2 separate regions of the Sus scrofa genome follow, and region 2 is linked to region 1. A link is a contact called in public HiChIP or PLAC-seq data. All regions are on one chromosome and are shown on one strand. The core of a region is the stretch at or near the end of the contact, and the rest is flanking DNA. Distances in the headings are between cores, read along the strand shown.

Region 1 (4,472 bases), core at 947-3,446:
AAGGAACTGTTTCATGCAATTATGAAGGCTGGCAAGTCCAAATCTGCAGTATGGGCTGGCAGCCTAAAGACCCACAGGACAAATGAAGTCTGTGGCAGTCTGCTAGAGAATTCCTCTTTGTTCAGAGGGTAGGTCTTCTCCTTCTATTCAGGCCTTAGATTAAGTGAATAAGGTCTACTCACAAGACAGCAGGCAATCTCCTTTTACCCAGAGTTCACCAATCTAAAGGTTAACCTCATTCAAAAACATCCTCCTTTTAAGTTGACACAAAATTAACTGTCACCAAATACTGTGTTATCACGTATATGTGGACTCTAAAGAATAAAACAAATAAATGAATATAACAAAACAGAAACCGACTCACAGATACAGAGAACAAATCAGTGGGGATAAGGTACCAGGGGGAGGGGCAAGACAGGGGTAGCAGGTTCAGAGATACAAACTACTCGGCATAAAATAAATAAGCTACAAAGATGCACAGCACAGGGAACGCAGCCAACATTTTATAATAACTTTTTTTTTTCTGATTTTTAGGGTCACACTCACGGCATGTGGAGCTTCCCAGGATAGGGGTTGAATTGGAGCTACAGCTGCCGCCTACACCACAGCCACAGCAACACCAGCTCCGAGCCGCATCTGCAACCTACACCACAGCTCACATTAATGGCAGATCCTTAACCCACCGAGTGGGGACCAGGGATTGAACCCACAATCTCGTGGTTCCTAGTCAGATTCGTTTCCCCTGCGCCACAACAGGAGTACCTCTAATAACTTTAAATGGAGTATAATCTATAAAAATTTTGAATCACTAGGTTGCATACCTGAAACTAATATATTGAAAATCAACTATATCCCAGTTCTGCAAAATCAATGTAATTTACCACATTAACAAATTAAGAAATAAAAAACAGATTTCCCACTGTAGTACAAAGAGGTTGGTTGCAGCGCCAGGAGGTAGGTTCCATCCCTGGCCTGGCACAGTGGGTTAAAGGATCCAGAATTGCCGCTGCTGTGGCTCATGTCTGAGCCCTGGCCTGAGACTGCTGGGTGGCCCAAAAATGTAAAAAATTAAAATTAAATTTAAAAAATAAAAGCCATATAATGATTTTTTAAATGTTTAATTAAACCACCACATCACACCTGCTAATGCTGAACCTGCATTTTAAAAGGAACTGCCTTGGTGATTTCCTGCATTCAGGTTTAAGTGGCATTGCTCTACAAGATTCCCAAAGGGCCAGAATCCTCAGAGTTTAAAATCTACATGATGATTTCAGTAAACTCAGGAACAAGGCCTTGTTCTAGTTTTAACATGATAACCTTCCTAGCATTTACCATCTGGAGGTCAGAGACGCCTGCAGGTGCCACCCTTCCCAATGGACCCTCTCAACTTGTTTCCACCTGGCCACTCTTCGGACCTGGCTGACTGCACCGGCGGCTTTTGAGCCTTCCCACCTACAGCGAACTCTTGAAGAGCATCTCCTTATGTTATTTTCCCTTTCATCTCCAGTTCATTCTTACCCACGATAACTGCCTGTGGTCACAACAGCTCTGTTCCACCCCCACTCCAACCCCCCAAGGCACGCCAGTGCATTTTCTTAGTGCTTCTAGCTTAGCAAATGCCAAGCGAACCTGTTCCAATTAGATCTGTGGAGACATAACATATACGTCAGATGATTCCATAGGGTGAAAGTATGAAACTGTTGTTATTGGGTTATTTGACCTACAAAATGGGCAACTGCATAGGATTCAACGATGTTTCTATTCACTGTTTTCCTCCTCAAAAGCGATCCTCGGGGCAACATGCTACCAGGGTTGCTAATATTCATGGCAATTCACTACTTTAACTGAACACAAACACACCACCCACCCCAGTTTGGTCCAAGCCCTCCCCTCAACAATGCGAGATATAAGCCCCCACCACCCGCCTCCGGGTTCCCAGCCACCCCTGCTCCCAGAGGGGCAGCACCAAGCTTCACAAGGCAGCGCACAGGAGGTGAGCACCATCCTTGAGGGCGCCAGCGACCCGGCCAGCCTAGACCTTGCGGCCAGCGGATGAAAGGAGAGAGCCAGCACCTCGCAAGGGGACGCCCCGCCAGCAGAGCAGCCTGAGCGAAGATGGCGGCGGGGGCGGGGCCTGCGTGCCGCCATGGGCGGGGCCTGCGACAGGACGAGGCCGAAGGGCGGGGCCTGTGACGGGACGGGGCCGGTGGGCAGGGCAGGCTAGGGGCGGTGCCAGCGGTGCCAGCGGCCCTGCGCTGCCGGGGGGTTTCGGCAGTACCACCGAAGCTCTCTTTTCCGCGGGGTGGTTTGCACAGCAGCTCCGCGGAGGTGTCATGAAGTCCCCGGTCCCCGACACGACCCCGAGCGACTGCGAGGAGGGCTCGGACTGCACGCCGCTCCTGCAGCACGCCCCGCGGGCGGAAACCGGTGAGCAGCTGCTCGACCGAGGAAGCTCGGGCGGGCGGTGGTCCCAAGATGGGGGTGTCCAGAGATGCTTAGGCCACAGGGGACTGAGGACCAGGAGCCCACTCACGGCCCCCAGCCTTCCCAGCTCGGGTGCTCAGAAGCCGCTCTGGGGCCCAGGGCGCGGATGGGGCTGTGAGGCCAAGCCGGGCCGGGCGGAAGCCCCCGGGCCTCGACAGGTGCGGCCCCGGGGCCTCGGCAGGTGCAGCCGGCGGACCTACGGCGGGGCCTAAGGCAGCTGTACGCTGCGGGCTCTGGGCTCCCGGCGATTTTTGGTAGTATTGGGCAGGGAACCCCATGGAAGACGAACTGGGGAAGAATTTGGAAATTAATGGTCAGAGGGCGAAGCGGAGGATCCTGGGGAAGAGTGAACTGGAGGAAACCTGCAATTGAAGGGTAGAGGGTGGGATCGAGCCGCGGCTCTTCCTCCCTGTCGCTGCCAGGTTGCCACAGCTGCTCCTCGGCATGTGATCTGGTAGCGAGCTCCCTAGGCGTGGAAGGGAGACGAAAACGGGCTGAGGTCAACATTTGTGAGTAAATAGAGGGAAATGATTGGATAACCGGTGAGCGAATATCTTGAAATTATGCAATAAGAGAAAAAATGTATTGCATACTTTTTTTTCCCCTCTATAGCTAAGTCGTAGCAGTCTATGATTTAAGTTAGGAGACAGGTTATCCTCAAGATAGGCAAGCTCTCCATAAAGATCTAAAGTAATTTGCCCAAATCTTGCAACAAATGGAAAAGGAGGAACACATCTTCCCAGAATTTAGGGAAATTAAAATAGATTGCTATTTGATACTTTTTTTAAAGAAATTAAAACTAAAAAATAAACCAGTTTGCAGACATTCTATACCTTCAAGAAGAAACAGAGGAACATGAAAAAGAAACATGAGAAACAGAGTTGACTTAGAAATTTGACTTTTCTCCACCAAGACCTGTATAGTCTGTGCATCTTTTAAATTTGTTTTTAACGTTACCAGATGGTGGCGGTAGAGGTCGCAACACTGTAGCTCCATCTGGCAGCTGGGAGCCTATTTTCCTGGAAGCTTAATGTAAATACTGTATCATAGTGATGTTTTACTTGGAAGTCGGACTTAGTTCCACAAACTGATCATTTTCTGTGCGCTATGAGATTTATATAATTCTCTTCTGTACAGTAATCTAGTGTAGAAATACAGAAACAAATACTGTAATATAGATATTCTCTGGAGACTACTATATTCTGTGGCAATTGGGAAAAATGTATAATCAAATTTTAGCTCAAATGTTAAACATCATTAATTATCAGGAAAATGCATATTAAAACCATAGTGAGCCATTACACAACTATTAGAATGGCTAAAGTTAAAATACCTCAAGATACCAAATATTGGCAAACATATGGAATAACTAGAATTCTGATATTTTGCTAGTAAGAATGTAGGAGGGTACAACTACTTTGAAAAACAGTTTGGCCATCTATTTTAAAGTTATACAGACATACCATATGCTACACAATGTCTGTAGCAGCTTTATTCAAAATAGTAAAGAACTGAAAACAGCCCAACATTCCATCGACAGGTGAATAGATAAACAAATTGTAGTATATCCACAGATTCTCAGTAATAAAAAGAAACTACTGATACATATAACAACGTGGACAAATCTCAGATCCAAAAGAAACCACCACGGAGTTCCCATAATGGCTCAGCGGTAACAAACCTGACGAGTATCCACGAGGACAAGGGTTTGATCCCTGGACTTGCTCAGTGGGTTAAGGATCCGGCATTGCTGTGAGCTGTGGTGTAAGCTGGCAGCTCTGATTGGACCCCTAGCCTGGGTGCCTCCATATACCACAGGTGCAGCCCTAAAAAAAAAAAAAAAAAAAAAAAAAAAAAAACCACCATATTAAAGTCTGATTCCATCAGTATGAAGTTCCAAAGAAGCAAAACTAATCTGTAATAACAGGAAGCAGATCAGTGGTCTCATGGAAGCTACAGGCAAGAAGGAATTGACTGCAGAGAGGCAC
Region 2 (4,472 bases), core at 882-3,381, 200 kb after region 1:
AAGAGTCTGGAAATAACTGGAATCCAGCATTAAGCCAGCTGTAGAGTCATTTACAGGATTCCATGACAAGCACTGGAGCCCGTGGAAGGCAAAAACAGAACTACAGAGCAGAGGTCTTCAGAATGGAACAGGCATACTCCTATACAGCCTGGAAGATGGCCAAGGGCACCCAGAGTTCTAAGGAAATGGCTTTCTACATTTCAACTTCCATTTCACTCTTCCCTGAAATTGGTCTACTTGAGAACAAGCCTAATGACACAATAGTCCTCCTTCCAGTTTGCAAAAGAAAAATATCTCTTACATCACAATTCAAAGAGAAGATCAAAATACTGGTTTCAGGAGCTCACACTGTGGCACAGTGGATTAAGGATCTGGTGTTGCCACAGAGTGTAGGTGGCAGCTGTGGCTCAGTTTGATACCTGGCCCAGGAACTTCCATATGCAATGGGTGTGGCAAAAACCCCACAAAAAAACCAAAACAAAAAACTGATTTCAGAGAAACCTTTTGAAAGAGTAATCAAGGCATTTTTGTCCACTGACAGATGAATGAATGGATAAACAAAATATGGTACATACATACAATGAAATTATTCATCCTTAAAAAGGAAGGCTGATACATTCTGCAATGTACATAGATAAACCTTGAAGACATTATCTTTAGGGAATAAGCCCATCACAAAAGGGCTAATACTGTATGATTCCACTCACATGAGATACCTGGAGTAGTCAGGTTCAAAGAGACAGAATGTAGAATGGTGGTTACCAGAAGCCAGAGAGACCAGGGGGATGGGCTGTTATGGTGTAATGGGTAGTTTCGGTTTTGCAAGATGAAGAATTCTGAGATGGATGGTGGTGATGGTTTCACAACAATGTGAATGTATTTACTGTCACTGTAACATTTACACTTAGCAATGGGTAGGATGGTTAAAAAAAAAGAACCAAGGCATGCTAAGCCAGACAGTTCCTATTTAAGATGTATTTTTGTAAAGAAGTTGGTTTTAGAATTAGATGCTTGAAGCCTGTACTGAGATACTCTGAAATCATAACGGTGGAAGTAGTTTGGATTATTTAAAATATAAGTGCCATTTTTAGACAGGTTTTTGAGAACCAATGGATAAACCTCCCCTATAAAAACTTACAGTTAAGGAGTTCCCTGGTGGCCTAATGGATAAGGATTTGGCATAGTCACCGCTGTGGCTCAGGTTCCAGGGAATTTACACATGCCACAGGTGCAGTCAAATATTAAAAAAAAAAAAAAAACCAAAACATTTCTAAGGAGTTCCTCTTGTGGTACAGCAAGTTAGGAACCCAACATAGTCTTTGTAAGGATGCCGTTAGATCCCTGGCCTCACTCAGTGGGTTAAGGATCTAGTGTTGCTGCAAGCTGTGGGGTAGGATGCAGATGCTGCAGGGTCCAGCGTGGCTGTGGCGTAGGCCTGCAGCTGCAGCTCCAGCTCAGCCCCTAGCCTGGGACCTTCCATATGCCAAAGGTGCAGGCCAAAGACAAACACCGAAAAAAACCCAACTACAGTTTAAGATTGTTCATGCTTTTACTATATTTTATTATTTATTTATTTATTTTTGTCTTTTTAGGGCTGCACCCACAGCATATGGAAGTTCCCAGGCTAGGGGGTCCAATCTGAGCTACAGCTGCTGGCCTAGGCCACAGGATCCAAGCTGTGTATGTGACCTACACACCATAGCAACTGCTGGATCTTTAACCCACTAAGAGAGGCCAGGGATTGAACTCTCCTCCTCATGGATACTAGTCAGGATCGTTACCACTGTGCCACAATGGGAACTCCAAGACTATACATGCTTTTAAAAAGTCAAATAATTAGAACTATTCCAATTACAGTCAATTGACATCTCATTCCATTTGGTAAAAACTGAACAATTTCTATTTCCCACTAATTAAAGAAACCCTTTATTTAAACTTACATTGAAAAAGGTTCTCCGGCAATTTCAATGTGCGAGAAGGTCTAGAGTTTTCTAGAAAGCGTTTAGGTAACAGGCCAGCAAAGGCATCTCCCTTTCCAAGCTCCCAAAGCTGTTTTGTGCTTCGCTGGGTTAGGTTTTGCCTGGTCCCCGCCCAGGTACCGCACACCCCGAAGCTGAGAAAGCGGGCAAGGCGGGGAAGGGGCGTGGCCCCCTGAGCGCGGGCTTCCGCGCGCCCTTACCCTGCGAGCCCTACTGCTGCTTCCTTCCCGCTGAGTTTTTAAGTTTCATTTCCTGAGGTGTCTGCTGGTTCCTCCGGCCGTGGCTTTGCCAGAAGCCGGTCTCCCACTGGGTTGCAGAGAGCGCCAGCCATGGCGGCCCGGCGGGGAAAGTCCACGCGGACAGCTTCAGAGGTGGGAGCCGCTGGCCCCAGGGCCTCAGCGCGGAGTGTAAATGGCGCTCCAACGGTGCCCGAGGCCGCCCGGCCTGGCGCACGGAGGAACGGCCCCTCCAGGGCGTCGGGATGCCGACGGGAGAAGAGCGGCCCGGACCCCCGGGAGAAGCCGCAGGTACGCACGAGGACGGCCCGCGCCGAGGACCAGGCGGAGGGCCCATCGGCTCCCTCCGAAAGGGTAGAGCCTCCTTCGGCCCAGGGGGCTTCCCTTCTCAGGGCTGGATCTTGCCGCGCGAGAGAGGCGCGCTCGGCGCGGGAACTGAGACCCCAGGCCGGGGCCACAGAGCTCGCAGCCCCCGCGCGGATGGAGGCACCCCCCGGCGCCTGGAAGCTCCAGACGGTGCTGGAGAAGGTGAGGCTGAGCCGCCACGAAATCTCAGAAGCGGCGGAGGTGGTGAACTGGGTCGTGGAGCACCTGCTGCGGAGGCTGCAGGGCGGAGAGTCCGAGTTCAAAGGCGTTGCCCTGCTGCGCACCGGGAGCTACTATGAGCGAGTGAAGGTGAGTTTCCCTACACCCCTGCGGTCCGCCCCCCACCCCCAACACCCAACCTCCCAGGGGTACTGGGGAAGTAACTTAGATTTGTTCTTTTGTGGCTTGTGACGTATTTCTAATTAAAACGCTGTTTCGTAAATTGACACAACGTTGTAAACCAACAATTCTTTAATTAAAGTAAATTAAAAAACAAACCGCTGTTTTGTTTTGGCTTCCCATCTGGATTGTAAGCCTCCTTGTCACAGAATGTTTTAAGAAACTTTGAACACTGTACAGCTGCTCATTTTACTGATGTGGACTCAGTGATGTTTGTTTATTGTAGGAAGACCTTGTGTGTGTTGGTTTTTGGATCTTAAACTCTTTTAGCACTGACGATCACTCATATAATTCTTTATTTTATTTTTAAAAATTTTTTTATTACTCAAATGAATTTATCACATCTGTAGTTGTATAATGATCATAACAATCTGATTTCACAGGATTTCCATCCCACAGCCCAAGCACATCCCCCCCACCCCCCAAACTGTCTCCTCCGGAGACCGTAAGTTTTTCAATGTCTGTGAGTCAACATCTGTTCTGCAAAGAAGAACACTCATATAATTCTAAGGCATCTTGAAAACCAAGTGAACAAAACTTTCATTGGACTATCTGTATATCTTGAGCATATTACCTAAGTATCAATCAGTTCTATTGTATAAAGTGTCCAAACGAAAGAGAAAGTTACTAGTTAGAAATAGAGAACGCTCTTTTCTGGTTATCGCTGCGCCAGGCGTCATGAGCAGCAAAGTCTCTCAGGACACCCTCTACAAGGCGGTGCAGGAAGTCCTGCACGGAACCAGCACAAGCGCAGGAAGTTTTTGGAGATGGTGGAGCTTCAAATCAGCCTGAAGAACTATGACCCACAGACGCTTCTCGGGCACCTCAGGCCTAAGTCTACTCCCCGCCCCAAGTTCTCCGTTTGTATTCTGGGAGACCAGCAGCATTGTGATGAGGCCAAGGCTGTGGATATCCCACACATGGACATCGAGGCACTGAAGAAACTCAACAAGAATAAGAAACTGGTCAAGAAGCTGGCCAAGAAGTATGATGCCTTTTTGGCTTCAGAGTCTCTAATCAAGCAGATTCCATGAATCCTGGGCCCTGGCCTGAATAAGGCTGGCAAGTTCCCTTCCTTGCTGACCCACAATGAGAATATGGTGGCCAAAGTTGATGAAGTGAAGTCCACGATCAAGTTCCAGATGAAGAAGGTGCTGTGTCTCGAAGTGGCTATTGGCCACGTGAAGACGACAGATGATGAGCTTGTGTATAACATCCTTTTTGCTGTCAACTTCCTGGTGTCATTGCTCAAGAAAAATTGGCAGAACGTCTGAGCTTTGTACATTAAGAGCTCCAGGGGCAAATGCCAGCACCTGTACTAAGGATCAGCTCAATAAACCATTAAAAAAAAAAAAAAAAAAAAGAAAGAAATAGAGAAATGTCTCCAATTAGAAGCTTTTTTTTTTTTGGCGTTTTAGGGCTGCGCTTGTGGTGTATAGAAGTTCTTAGGCTAGGGGCCAAATCCAAGCTGCAGCAGCCGACCTATGCCACA

What was found. HiChIP or PLAC-seq counts read pairs in DNA pulled down with a chosen protein or histone mark.
Region 2: a contact with region 1 is called in an H3K27ac HiChIP or PLAC-seq map of alveolar macrophages. The contact joins the promoter of MB21D1 here to the promoter of SLC17A5 in region 1. A contact is called at or near these places in 2 of 5 promoter capture datasets (fetal liver and liver) and 1 of 2 datasets of contacts at active chromatin or transcription factors (alveolar macrophages).

Annotation. Positions count from the first base shown.
Region 1 is chr1:92,284,625-92,289,096 of Sscrofa11.1, forward strand. It overlaps SLC17A5 (sialin), which reads left to right and starts at 2,197. Exons shown (of 11, transcript XM_003121410.4): 1 at 2,197-2,427. The coding sequence starts at 2,334. LOC106506626 (a long non-coding RNA gene) reads right to left here and starts at 2,162. Exons shown (of 3, transcript XR_002344120.1): 1 at 2,074-2,162.
Region 2 is chr1:92,481,122-92,485,593 of Sscrofa11.1, forward strand. MB21D1 (cyclic GMP-AMP synthase) reads left to right here and starts at 2,132. Exons shown (of 5, transcript XM_013985148.2): 1 at 2,132-2,890. The coding sequence starts at 2,309. It also overlaps the pseudogene LOC100515766.